Linked DNA regions of Zea mays: all the other regions are linked to region 1. Evidence: chromatin contacts called from public Hi-C data. All regions are on one chromosome and are shown on one strand. The core of a region is the stretch at or near the end of the contact, and the rest is flanking DNA. Distances in the headings are between cores, read along the strand shown. Region 1 holds the start of LOC100282151 (ribosomal protein S11 containing protein). Region 2 holds the start of LOC100216946 (guanine nucleotide-binding protein beta subunit-like protein). Region 3 has its middle 81 kb from the start of LOC100216946.

What was found. Hi-C and Micro-C count contacts between places; a contact is called where the count stands out from the background.
Region 2: a contact with region 1 is called in a Hi-C map of ear, with 10 times the contacts expected there. The contact joins the promoter of LOC100216946 here to the promoter of LOC100282151 in region 1. A contact is called at or near these places in 6 of 25 Hi-C or Micro-C datasets (bundle sheath, ear, endosperm and 2 more).
Region 3: a contact with region 1 is called in a Hi-C map of tassel, with 4 times the contacts expected there. The contact joins the enhancer-like site here to the promoter of LOC100282151 in region 1. A contact is called at or near these places in 3 of 25 Hi-C or Micro-C datasets (ear, leaf and tassel).

Annotation. Positions count from the first base shown.
Region 1 is chr8:66,506,539-66,511,169 of Zm-B73-REFERENCE-NAM-5.0, forward strand. LOC100282151 (ribosomal protein S11 containing protein) reads right to left here and starts at 2,318. Exons shown (of 3, transcript NM_001155063.2): 1 at 1,899-2,318; 2 at 424-560; 3 at 1-319. The coding sequence starts at 2,048.
Region 2 is chr8:67,001,265-67,005,895 of Zm-B73-REFERENCE-NAM-5.0, forward strand. It overlaps LOC100216946 (guanine nucleotide-binding protein beta subunit-like protein), which reads left to right and starts at 2,692. Exons shown (of 2, transcript NM_001143328.1): 1 at 2,692-3,636; 2 at 4,402-4,631. The coding sequence starts at 2,746. The coding sequence ends at 4,515.
Region 3 is chr8:66,920,577-66,925,207 of Zm-B73-REFERENCE-NAM-5.0, forward strand. No RefSeq gene overlaps it. Among protein-coding and RNA genes, the nearest start is that of LOC100216946, 81 kb to the right of the region's middle. Within about 2 kb of position 2,050, at least 14 of the 20 cell types and tissues checked have an H3K27ac peak or open chromatin away from gene starts, as enhancers often do. A contact at or near this core is called in ear, leaf and tassel, where this site is marked.

The DNA.
Region 1 (4,631 bases), core at 1,068-3,567:
AGCCCCTTTCACCTTCATGACGATGGAGCTCAACCCCATCTTCCTGGCGGACCGTCCGACCTGCTCCGCGACCGCTTCGGAAGCGTATCGGGAGAGACGGGACCGTCCTTTCCTGTCCTCCAAGCAGCCGGCGGAGGCACCCGTCTTTTTGTTCCCGCTGGAGTCTGTCACCGTCACGAAGGTCTTCTTTCTCTTCAGTAGGACGTGGACGAAAGCTCTCTTCTTGGAATACTGTTCGTGGTCCATGGCAAAGGTGCGGAGGTTGACTGTGAAGCCCTCCCTTGAGCTGAAAGGGTTCTGGCCACGGGGTGTCCCAGACCTTTATGTCGAGCCAGAGTGAAGCGAAAATGAGTGATCAGCAAATATGAATGAAATAGACAGATATATGAGTGAGTTGAATTGAAATAAGATTGGCCTACTTACATCGCCGCTCCATTATCTGTGTTGTTGAAGTTGACCTGTGTCTTAGCACGAATATCTTGAGACACAAAACCAGATCTGTTAAAATTCTGACGTGGATCCGTATCTGCAACAACTCCAGACCCAGAAGGTGGGAAACCCTGGATAAACAAAATTGATTCTGTTAAAATTCTGATAAGCAGTGATATTGATGCAATGTGATCTCGGTATTCTATGGTTTACAAGGCATAATATCAATGCTCCGCATGGAGAATGGAAAATGAGGCAAGAGACTGTGCCTAAAACTAGCGACACAAAAAATATACAAACAGTGGAAACGTTGTTCATTCTTTACAGAATGTAACGAAAACAAAAACCTACACTTTTAAAATTAAGGACTCACGTGAAAACATGCTACTCCCTCCGTCCCCCATCTTATGGTCACGAAGGTTTGTCCTAGGTCAATGTTTTAAAACTTTGACCATTAATAACAAAATATTCATAAATATTGACTAAATAAAAATGAAACTATTACATTTATTATCAAAACATCTACCACAATATATAGTTTTTGTAAATTTAAAAATAATTATTTTTATAGATATTGTTGGTCAAAGTTTCAAAATTTTGAATTAGGACAAACCTTCACGATCTTAAGATAGGGAACGGAAGGAGTACATGCTTCCTAATATTATCATCTCAATTTCAAGCTGCAACGCAACAGCTTATAGTTACTTTTCATGTGTATACGACTAGGGTATTCGTGAGCACCTGTGTAGGTTTGGAGGTATGACCGTATGAGAAACCTACAACTATATGAAATATTATGCAAGGGATTGAACATTAATCAATACTATCACCAACAGCCGTAGGCTGTAGCATCAGGGAAATTGGCCACAAGTGGCAGAAAAGTCAATGCTTTTGTGAATAGGATGGAATCAAATTGTATTTCATGAAAAAATACGCCACAGAAAAATCCCTAACCCATAAAAAAGTCCCCAACTCATACAATAATAAATCTTATTTCAATTCAACGTACACTACATACTGCTAGATGGCGAAAAGAGGGCAACTCTATCTTTTATCACAAAATGGGGGGAATTAAATAGGGGTGTTTGGTTCCCATGACTAAAGTTTAGTCTCTCCGGATGTTTGAATACCAGTTACAAATATTAAATATAGTCTACTTACAAAACTAATTACACAGATAAAGACTAAACAACGATACAAATTTATTAAGACTAATTAATCCATATTTAGCAAATGTTTACTTTAGCATCATATAGACGAATCATATACTAATTAGGCTTAATAGATTCGTTTTTCCACTTAGTCCTAATCTATGAATTTAGTTTTGTAATTAGACAATATTTAATCGGATGTTTGACATGGACTAAAATTTAGTCCCTGTTACCTGGGGCTAGATGCATGGTCTCCTTGATTAACCAAATAGATCGAGAACGAAATCAATCAAGAGAGTTGGGTTGATATAGAGATACCCTGTTGTGTCCCGATGCATCTGAGGCAAAGGAACGTGGGAGGAGCTGCCCATGGAGAAACCTTCGCGAAAAGGGATCCTCCGCGGCGCGGCAGAGGCCCGCCCCAAGAGAGGCAGCTCGGCGTAGGGCAAGGCGGGCGGATGAGAACATGGCCGTCTTCCTCGATCTCGTACTTCAGACACAAGAAGAACAAAATTAGAAGTAAGCTAGTAGGCGCTCGGTCTTTTGCATAGCAGCCAGGGAAGAGAAGGGGGTGTGAATACCCGGTCGGCGCTCTTCGCCGGCGAAGGCCTCGGCACCTGGCGTTGGGCGGGGCGGCGGCGGCGGCAGTATCTCAACTAGAGGGAGGGTGGTGGATCAGTGTGGTTGGGCTGAGATGAGATGGGTTATTTTTTATTTTCTAGTTGAAGCCCAACCGGGCTCCACGTTGTGTGCTCGACCTCAACGAAAATAATTAAAGCCCATTAACACAGTCTAGAAACAGACCTATCTTGTTAAGAAACCCTAGTTAGATTATGTGGGAAAATACCACTTATACATTTGAGGAATCTCACGTCTCCATATAAAGGAATATGTACCTCATTATAAGAGAAGAGAAGAGAAAGAGGTCATAGACCCAACCATACATCGTGTCTTCTGTGCGTTTTTACTGTCGTGCTCGTGGAAAGGGAAACATGATCTACACCTTCTCCGCGCCTAATCTACTGACGGAAGGGAAGAGAGTGTATCTGGTGATCCGTGTTAACGTAGTTATTCAACACGTTATCAGCACACTCTACCTCGATGTTACTACGGATCCAATCTGCACTGATTCTTCGTCAAACTGGTAGGTCTCTCGGCCTAGCCGAACTGTCGTACACGACAGACTTTGATTCCTCTACTCAATCGAATGGTATGGTATTTTTCATCGGTAGATTGGTTCTACTCTTAGCGGCAAAAAAAATTCAGGCTTCCTGTAGAAGCCGCAACCTCCCACAAGAACGACGTCATCGTGCCACTAGCCCCGAAGGAGTCACCGATGTAGCGGTCAAATATCCGGGGCGCATCGCCGGTGTTGGGAACAGCGGGTCCAGTGCCCCGCACGCCATAGCCCCTGTTTGTTTGAGCTTTTTCCAGCTTCTGGCCACCAAAAACTGTTGCAGATTGCCAAACGCCTCAGCTTTTCAGCCAGCTTCTATAAGAATCGCTTTGGTAAAAACCGTCCAAAATCAACATGAACACAAAATCGGCCGAATCTTCACGATAGTAGGAATCTGTTGCTTTCTAGATCCTAAACCCTTTGGACCACTTCATCTTTCTCTGCACGTAATCCACACAATACTCAGATTCTTCCCACAGCCAAATTCTCTCCACAGCCAGATTCTCAGAAAAGCTGGTCAGAAAAAAGCTGAACCAAACAGGCATATAGTCTGCAGTATGGCTCGCAGCCTTGTCTCCCGCACCCATCCCGTCGCACGCCGGCACCGTCGATAGGGCCTGCACCCTTGTTGCGCTAGGGCCGCGTCGCGCACCGGAGGAGGGCCCATCCGCGCCTAGCCTAGCCATGTTGGATGGCCCGAGATTTGGGGTACCAGCTCGGGGACTGCTTCTCGCCGTGCAATGGTGTCCACCTGCTCATGCTGCGAGCCACCCGGTGCTCAGAAACCATCAACTAAAAATAATGCATTTAAATTATAGTAGAGAATATAGTAAGGAAATTTTTAAATCAAGTATTTGATTTTATTCATCTTTGGAATGATTTTTGTTTGTTCATAATTGATTGATGCTTGTTTTTGTAAAATTTCTTTTATATAAAAACCCAATTAATTAATATGAGAACTTTGGTAAAAAAATAAATACTTTAATTGTAATATTTTTAGTATAATTATTATGGATTTTTATAAATATTTAAATATATATATATATATATGTATATATATTTATATTTTTGGATACAAGGATAAGAGAAAAAGAGAAAAAGAAAAAAAGAAAAAAAAGAAAACCCTAGCGCCGGTTGGCCAAATCGGTCCAACCAGGCCCATCGGCGTGCGCCCCTCTCCCCTCCTCTCTTCTCTATGGCGCGTGGGCCCGCATGACCCCGCGACCCTTCTTCTTCCCCCCACTCCCTCTCAGCCGCGCGCCCGCGCAGGCGAAACGCTGCACCGCCATCGTGTCCTGGCGTCGGTCCGTCTAGCCGAGCCGCCCACTCCTCTTCTGCGCCAGAAACGACCGTGTCTCTCCCCCACTCCCTCTCCCCTCATAAAGTCGCCGCCATTAATGGCTTTGAAGCCGCCAGCTGCCTCTCCCTCTCCTCGGCGCCCCTTCCTCTCCCCCTCGTCGTCTATAAAAACCGACCGAGCCGGACCTCTCTCCCCTCGCCCAAGCCTCTCCCTCACCTCTCTCTCCCTCGCCCTTGCACACCGACGGAGCCGCCGCCGCCATCCGCGGAGCCGTGCCGGAGCGTCTGTCGTCGCATCGGACTGTCCGCGCCCTCCCCTACCACGCCCCCGTCGAGCCCCTGTTCGGCCGTGCCTCACCGGAACCGCGCCCACACCGTCGTTCCTCGCCGCCGCGCTGTGCCCCCGTGCCAGGCCAACGTCCGTTCGTCACAAGGTTGAAGACAACCCGGAATAATTTTATTAATTTTTGAAATCACGTTTTGAATTAGTTTATGAATTTTGTAATTATTGTGTTGTAATATGGGAGTGTTGTGATTCAGAATTCATGTGTATGTGAATTATTGATTTTTGGGTA
Region 2 (4,631 bases), core at 1,442-3,941, 500 kb after region 1:
ACTAGTGGGGATCTCACTTACCAAAGCCTATAGAGCGAAGAGATACGCGGTGCAGAAGATTGGTGGTGAGTACCATGAACAATACAGGAGAATACAAGATTATGCTCACACAGTGTTATCTGCTAATCCTGGAAGTTGCATAGTGATAAAATGTTTTGTGGATCCAACACGAGCAATAAATCCTAGATTCGAGAGGATGTATGTGTCCTTTGATGCTCAAGTAAAAGGATTCCTAGCTGGTTGTAGACCTTTCTTTGGGTTAGATGGCACCCATGTCAAACTACCAAATGGAGGACAAATTCTAACAGCACAAGGAAGAGATGCAAACAACAATCTTTTTCCTATAGCATTCGCTTTGGTAGGGTCTGAAAATGCTAATTCGTGGACATGATTTTTGGAGTTGCTGGTGCAGTCCATTGGGCAACGAGAGCATTGTGGTGGCTGGACTATTATGAGTGATAGACAAAAGGTATTGTTGTTGTGTACTTCACTCTGCTTTTTCATTTGGTTTGCTTTATGTGTGATTCTTGCTTTGCTTTATGCAGGGTCTAAAAGACGGTATTAGGGCCATTTTCCCACATGCAGAGCATAGATATTATTTGAGGCACTTATATGCTAACTTTTCAAAGGCTGGGTTCAAAGGTCCCCGACTAAAAGAGCTAATGGATATGGCTGCCTATGCGTACAAGGAGTTTGATTTCAAACAAGCTAGGGATGATATTAAGAAAGAAAACACTAGAGCATGGAAATGGTTGTTTGACATTGATAGTAAGCATTAGTCAAGGCATAGGTTCAACCCCGATGCTAAAACTGACTTGGTCGTTAATAACATTAGCGAGTCATACAATTCTTGGATTTTGGAGGCAAGAGAAGAACCTATGTGCACGATGGTGGAGCACATTAGGACTAAGTTGATGGAGTCTATTAATATTAAAAGAGATGGTGCAAAGAAGGACACATGGTTCATAGCTCCAAATTATCAGAAAAAGCTTGAGTTTGAGAAGAAAAATGCTTCATATTGCAGGGCCGTCTGTGCTGGGCATGGGATATGGCAAGTCACAAGTGGAGACAATCAATATGTTGTTGATCTCAACAATCACAAATGTGGATGCTACAAGTGGGATGTTACTGGAGTGCCATGCTCACATGCAGTGGTTGCTATTCATGAGTTCAAACACAAGCCAGAAAACTATATGTCATTGTTCTTCACTAGGGAGAAATATGTAGCCACATATGAGGGTATGATTATACTTGTGCCAGACAAGAGACAATGGTTAAGCACATACTTGCCTGATGTGGATCCTCCATTTTATCATGCCCAGCCTGGAAGACCAAAGAAGAAGTGAGTGAGAACGCAAGGAGAACCTCATGTTGAGTCTAGAGCCTCAAAAAGGGCTGCAGTGAAATGCTCCAATTGCCACACTTATGGTCACAATGTTAAGGGATGTGGAGTGCCACTTAGGGCTGATTGGGAGCCTAGGAAGGGAGCTAAGTACACGAGGGTTTGTGACTCACTATTTATTTTGCATTTTCCATGGTAAAGGTATCAACTCACATAGCTATATTTCTATATTTTAGGCCTCAATTGGTGTTCCTACTTCATCTCAACCAAACCCGTCAACATTTGAAGGTTCAAGCCAATACAATTTGGCTCCATTTGAAGGCCAAAACTACATGAACAATGATGAAGTCAATGGAGTCTGTCAGAACATCGAAGGAGGACCTGGAATTAGGCCACAAAAGTTGTTCTCAATAAGGAAAAGGAATGATTAACTGTGATATGTGCCTTGTTAATGTAAACTGTGACTATTGCGCCTTGTTACTGCAAAATATGATTCTGAAATGATTTTTATTGGGTCACTACATTATGTGTTGGATGTGTTGGATGGAGCGCTTGGTTTTTATTTGGTAATTGCATTCTGAAACGATTTTTATTAGCCCTGCTGTATGAGCTGGATAGAGCGCTCGGTTCCCATGAGCTCATGCGGGTTGTTGGAGCGCCTACTTACAAGTTACAATGTGTTCTGCAGCATAGCTGGTTGCGTATGCACAAGCAGACTAGCCGCGTGCAGCATGCCCTTCACTCCTGTTCCATTTCCACCTGTTGCTGTGCCGTCTTGGCTTTTCAGCAGCCCTGGCATTTGACTGTTAGTGCTAGCTACTAGTTTCTTCACTCGCCTTACAAAGTTACAAGTGACCTCAGCAAAGTGTTACTAGTAGTTTAGTTTCTAGAAAAGCTTGTTCTCTTGTTGTTGGATGATTGATGATAATTTGATAAGGTCGTACCTTCTGGCTTCAGATTTTCTTCATGGCATATTGTATGAGCTGGATGGAGCGCTCGGTTTTGGCTAAGCTAACCAAGCCAAGGAGCCAAGCCGATTAGTGTTTTAAGGATGGAGCCAAACGTGTTTGCTATAAGATTAGACCACCTAATTTGGAAGGAGGAGTTTGACAGAATATAAGTTGTGGGTATTTGAAAACACCCCAAACTTGTAAGTGGATTTATGCAGTTTTCCTTTGCCTTAATGATCATCCACCACAGTACCACACCCCCGCTATCCTATTCAACGGTTCTGATCTTCCACCCACCATTCTAGCGCAGATCGCCAGACCCGCAAAACCCTAGCCCCCACCTTCTCCCAACTATAAAGGCCTGGTCTCCCGCTTTGCCCCATTTCCCTCGCCATCCTACGCCTCGCGCCGCCGCCACAGCAACCCTTGCAGCCCCAATCCCCCACGGCGACCATGGCCGGCGCGCAGGAGTCCCTCTCCCTGGTGGGCACGATGCGCGGCCATAACGGCGAGGTGACGGCGATCGCGACCCCGATCGACAACTCGCCTTTCATCGTCTCCTCCTCCCGGGACAAGTCCGTGCTGGTGTGGGACCTGACCAACCCGGTCCACTCCACCCCGGAATCCGGCGTCACCGCCGACTACGGCGTCCCCTTCCGCCGCCTCACCGGCCACTCCCACTTCGTCCAGGACGTCGTCCTTAGTTCCGACGGCCAGTTCGCACTCTCTGGCTCCTGGGACGGCGAGCTCCGCCTTTGGGACCTCTCCACCGGCCTCACCACCCGCCGCTTCGTCGGCCACGAGAAGGACGTCATCTCCGTCGCCTTCTCCGTCGACAACCGCCAGATCGTCTCCGCGTCCCGCGACAAGACCATCAAGCTCTGGAACACTCTCGGCGAGTGCAAGTACACCATCGGCGGCGACCTCGGCGGCGGCGAGGGCCACAACGGGTGGGTCTCCTGCGTTAGGTTCTCCCCAAACACCTTCCAGCCCACCATTGTCTCCGGATCCTGGGACCGCACCGTCAAGGTCTGGAACCTTACCAACTGCAAGCTGCGCTGCACTCTGGATGGGCACGGTGGCTATGTTAACGCCGTCGCTGTGAGCCCCGACGGGTCGCTGTGCGCCTCCGGCGGGAAGGACGGTGTTACTCTGCTGTGGGATTTGGCTGAGGGGAAGAGGCTGTACTCGCTGGACGCGGGCTCCATCATCCACTCTCTCTGCTTCTCACCCAACCGCTACTGGCTCTGCGCTGCGACGCAGGACTCTGTCAAGATCTGGGACCTCGAGTCGAAGCACGTTGTGCAGGACCTCAAGCCCGACATCCAGGTCTCCAAGAACCAGGTTCGTCTCTGCCCTTAACCTGCGTTTAGCATGCCAGAAATCGTGTAGGTTAGGATCTGTAGCTACTTGTACATGAGTTGTGCTGCCTTATTGAGGAATTAGTCCGTTAATCCACTTATATGGTATGTATACATATATATCCAACTTCAACAAATGTCCAGTTCTCTGCAGAACTGTTAGGGTGCTGAATCTTTAGTGCTAATGCATATAAGAATATATTTTGGTTAAAAGATGATTTGTGTGCTGTGTCATAGTTTTGTATCACTTTAATTGTTCTATCAATTTTCCACTTGTTTTACATATGCTCTTGTTATTGTTTTTACCCAGTATTACACCATGAGTGTTAGTGAATTACATCATCTGAGTTTGTAACTTTATATCCTCACCCAGTCCATTGTTTGTTATCAGCATTATATCTTACCTAGTCTGTGGGTGTTCTAGATATGCATGGGCAAGGCACATATGTAATGTTGAACTCTGATGCCATTTTGTTACTTTGTGCCAACAGTGCGCAATTGCATTGGAACTATATTCTGCATTGATTTTTTTTGCTATAACGTGTAACATGCCATACTATCATTTAGATATCTGTGAACAATTTATCCATGAATACAGGCAGCGCCAGTTAGGTGTTTGCTCTGGTGTAAATTGTCTTCCGTTGTGATGTTAGACTATGAACTTGGTAGAAACTGCTGTTACAGTACGTATTATATGATCGTCTACTTCTCTGATTGATATCCAACTGTTTCTGGTGCACCTGTATAGATCCTGTACTGTACAAGCTTGAGCTGGAGTGCGGACGGAAGCACCCTCTACACTGGCTACACCGATGGGTCTATCAGGGTTTGGAAGATCTCCGGGTACGGCTACGCAGGCTAGATGTTGAAATCAGCTTGGTCTAGGCAGTCTTTCGGGGGAAAACATTGTAATGTTTGTCAAGTTTTTGATGTCGTGAGCTATATTGTCTCTTCGCTACTTTCCGGTCGCCCAACCAT
Region 3 (4,631 bases), core at 800-3,299, 410 kb after region 1:
TCTCAAATGCCTCCAACTGCAAGTGTGACCTTTTAATGAATGTTATAAAATGTCTAATATTTCCAATGGCATGTGCAATTATAGCTAACCCATCTCTAGCAACAAGATTCAATATATGATTTGCATATCTAACATGAAAGAACTTTCCACCACAAACAAGCAAGTCTTTAGCACTATCAATCACTATATCAATGGCAACCTTATTTGAAGAAGCATTATCCAAAGAAAGAGCAAACATTTTCTTATCAAGGTTCCAATTCAGCACATTAGAAAAAAAAGTATCACTCAATTTTATCCCACTATGGTTGCCTTCTACATGCATAAAATTGATAATCCTTTTTTGCATGTTCCAATTATCATCAATCCAATGAGCAGTGACACACAAGTATGACTTGTTTTGAATAGATGTCCATGTATCCATAGTATAACTAACACGACAGGACAACTTTTTGAATTGTGCATACAACATATTCTTTTCCTCAATATAAAGATCCATGATCTCTTTACGAATAGTAACATGAGACTTCAAAGGAAATGATGGTCACAGTGATTTGATAAATTTCACCAAGTACTTGTGTTGGGAAATACGGAAAGGATACTCATGCATGATGATGGCATAATATAGCAGTCTCACACTAAAATTCTCATCATATTTATAGGTTTCTATAGTATCCCCATTCGGAGTTAAGTGTTGTTGACCCTTCAAAATCTTATGCCTCAGCTTTAAATGGTAACTAAAAGCCTTTGTGCCATTTGAACTATTAGCCTTAGCTTTATGTGGACTTTTTTTTGCATTTTGCCCACTTTTGGTTAACAATGGAACCATCGTTTTGCTCCACTTCTAATTCATACCTTGTAAAATGCTCCCAAACCCATGAAGTGAGCTTCGTTTTCTTGACATCTAATTCTTCATCACAATCATCTTCAGTGCTTATTTGGACACTTGCAGCTATGCTTGCATTTTCACTTGCACGCGCACTTGCATCTTGTGCAACTATAACAAAAAAGGATATGTTAATATACATTTGCATTCACTTGAAAATGAAACAAACAAAGTAAAAAGGACACCTTTCAAAACTTGAGGTTGATGCACTAAATTTGTGCTCTTGTTTGACCTTGTTGCTTTAAATGCAGATGCCATAAACTTGCTTGTAGGGGTACTAGTTGACTTGGTTGCTAGTAGTCGTTTCACCACACAATTGTCTCCACCTATGGATTTGTTTTTCCACAAACAACTATTTGACTAGTGACATTCACCTCACTACCAGTAGGTGTAAGAATATGATCCTCCTCTTCCATGTGGTCATTGTCGTTGCCATTAACATCCCCCAATACCATGTATCTCATCTTCATTCTACACATTGTTGTCAATGTCACAAATATTATCCACATCCATGGTGCTATTATTGTCCATCACAAAGATAAGAACAAAGTTACTGGTAGACTAGTAAAATACATAAAAACTAGAAAGCAACAATACCTTAGAAGAAAGCAAGGGGCTGCAAACCGGGGCCACGACGCGAGAGTTCGACTGCGAGGCGCCTCCGGCTGTTGCTGTCGAGACGCCGGAGCCGATGACGACGAGCCGACGACGACCGGTGGCGACAAGTTGGGACTGGACCTGCTAGCATGGGGCGGCTGCATCATGCGAGCGCGGGTGAAGAGCGCCTCGAGTGACGACGAGCTCGGATAGGACAGCACGACGTGGCAGGGGCAGCGAAGCCTGGATTATGAGCCGAGCTATAGCGTGGCAGGGGCGACGATGACTTCACTGCAGCCTGCGATGTGGTAGGGTTGAAGTGGCACAGGCCGGTGGCGCTTGGTTGCAGACTTGCACGAAATCCGATGTGGCGTGGTAGCAGGGTCGAAGTGGCACACGCTGGTGGTGCAGACTGCCGGTCTGCAGTGCCAGTGCTGCGGCGGCGCCTTGCTCTAGCGTCTGGTCGTCCGCCCAACCGAGAGTACTAGAAGTCTAGAACCTATTAAGCTGTGCACTCCAAATAATCAACGGGCCTCAACCTTCGGCCATGGCCCACACACATATGGATATGGGCTGGCATTTTGGCAAACGTTGAAACCGTGAGAACTAAGACCCTGAGAGGCTGAGACACAGTAAGCTAGGACTGGTCGGGGAAAGGTATTGCGTAACCAACAACTGGGTACCCATATCCGCCCACCAGTTCTGGGTATTTACCAGATATTGATTGTCCCGTATCCGATGAGTTTTTATCCAAGTAGTACCCTTATCCGTTCTGGATGAAAAAAAATATCAGTATCTGTATCCGAAAAATGGTCCCGAATCAGTACCCATATTTGGTACCCGTTTCGGATACCCTACCCGTTTTCACCCCTAACTATCCGTGGGCGCACCGGATAGTCCACTACACCACCAAGAAGTGAGCAGTGTGTGATTCCCTTCCTTGTTTGGCAAAGCCAACCATTGTCAGCCACTGGCCTCGTGGCACACCGAACAGTCCGGTGCGACCTTCTGACCATTGGTTGAGCCACGTGTCACCCGCTGATTGCTCGGTCGACCATTGGCTGGGCGCGCGGCTGGCACATCGGACAGTCCGGTGAATTATAGCCGCGGCGCCTTGTCCTTTTTCCCGAGAACGGTCTGTTCACCGGTGCGCCAGCCAGGGCACCGGACACTGTCCGGTGCACCACAGGCTGGTGCAAGTTTCTTCAATTTGATTTCTCTCACTTTTTCTCACTTTGTAGAAGTTTCCTAGCACTTAGTAGAATAATGTTAGTACCAAAAACAATTTACTAAGGCTAGAATTATACCTTGCTTTTCCATTTACATCTCTTTAACTCTTAGCTCAATAAAGTCATAACTCTATGTGTTGAGCATCTAATCACCAAGACAATATAGAAATGGCATGAGGGCACATTTCCTTTTTATAGGAAACCTGGCAATGAAATCCATACCGATTTCTTCTCACTTCCATTCAGGTACTTGCAATGGGTGGAGTAATCCAGCTGGTCTCTGATGTTTGGCCTTTACCCTTTGACAGACATCACATGCAACCACATGTGCAACGACATCCCTTTTCAAATCATACCACCAGTATTTCTGTTTCATATCCTGATACATCTTGGTGCTATTAGGATGAATGGAATAGGGTGAGTCATGGGATTCCTTCAATATGGTGTCACAGAGACTGTCTATCTCAGGAACACATATCATGTTCTTGAACCAGATTGTGCCTTGTTCATCTTCCATGAAGTCTGGACCTCTGCCTTCATCCATCAGGTCTTTGATCTCTTGAACCTTAGCATCACCAACATGACCTTTCTGTATCTCTTGCTCCAAGGTAAGTTCCATCTCTATAGTGACTCCCTCCGCATGAGCAATTATCCCCAGTTTGAGCCTATCAAACTTCTCTGCCAACCTGTCGGGTAACTGCGTACCTACAGCTGCATGACTGTGTTCCTTCGGACTCAAGGCATCCGCAACCAGATTCGCCTTGCCTGGATGGTAGTGAATCTCCAAGTCATAATCCTTGATGAGTTCCAACCAACGTCGTTGCCTAAGGTTGAGATCTTTTTGGGTAAAAATATACTTCAAGCTCTTATGGTATGTATATATTTATCGCTTTGTCCCCATTACATAATGTCTCAAAATCTTGAGAGCATGCACTGCGGTGGCCAGTTCCAAATCATGAGTGGGGTATTTCAGCTCGTGCTTCCTCAACTAGCGAGACACGTAGGCAATGACATGTCCTTCTTGCATAAGAACACATCCCAAGCCTAGACGAGATGCATCACAATATATATCAAATCCAATCTGTAGATCAGCTATTACCAACACTGGAGGTGACATCAACTTAAACTTTAGTTGATTGAAACTGTCCAGCATTGCTTGAGTCCACTTAAATTCTTTTCCCTTCTCCAACAGCGAGGTCATTAGCTTTGCTAGCTTGGAGAATCCCACGATAAAACGCCAGTAATAACCCATGAGTCCCATGAAACTTCGGATTTTAGTGACCGATCCCGGTATCTTCCATCCCACTATCTCTCTTACTTTGGTCGGATCTACCGCGATTCCTCCTTTGGAGATTATGTGGCCAAGAAAAGGCATCTCATCTAACCAAAACTTTACATTTACCGTATTTGGCATACAGTTGGTTATCCCTCAACTTCTGCAATACTAATTACAGATGTTCCTCATGTTCTCCATCATCCTTAGGATAAACAAGAATGTCGTCGTTGAATACCACGACGAACTTATCAAGATATTCCATGAACACCTTATTCATCAGATTCATGAAGTATGCTAGTGCATTGGTCAAGCCAAATGACATGACTATGAACTCGTATAGCCCATATCAAGTAAATAAAGACGTCTTGGGAATATCAGAAGGCCTAATCTTCATCTGATGATAATCAAACCTGAGATCAATCTTGGAGAATACCCTAGCACATCTCATTTGATCAAACAAATCTTCAATATGTGGTAAGGGGTATTTATTTTTAATGGTGACATCATTAAGAGACCGGTAATCAACACACATCCTCTGGGAACCATCCTTCTTCTGCACAAACAGGACCAGCGCTCCCTAAGGTGAGGAACTAGGGCGAATATACCACGAATCATGTAACTCCTTCCACTGTTTCTTAAGTTCTTT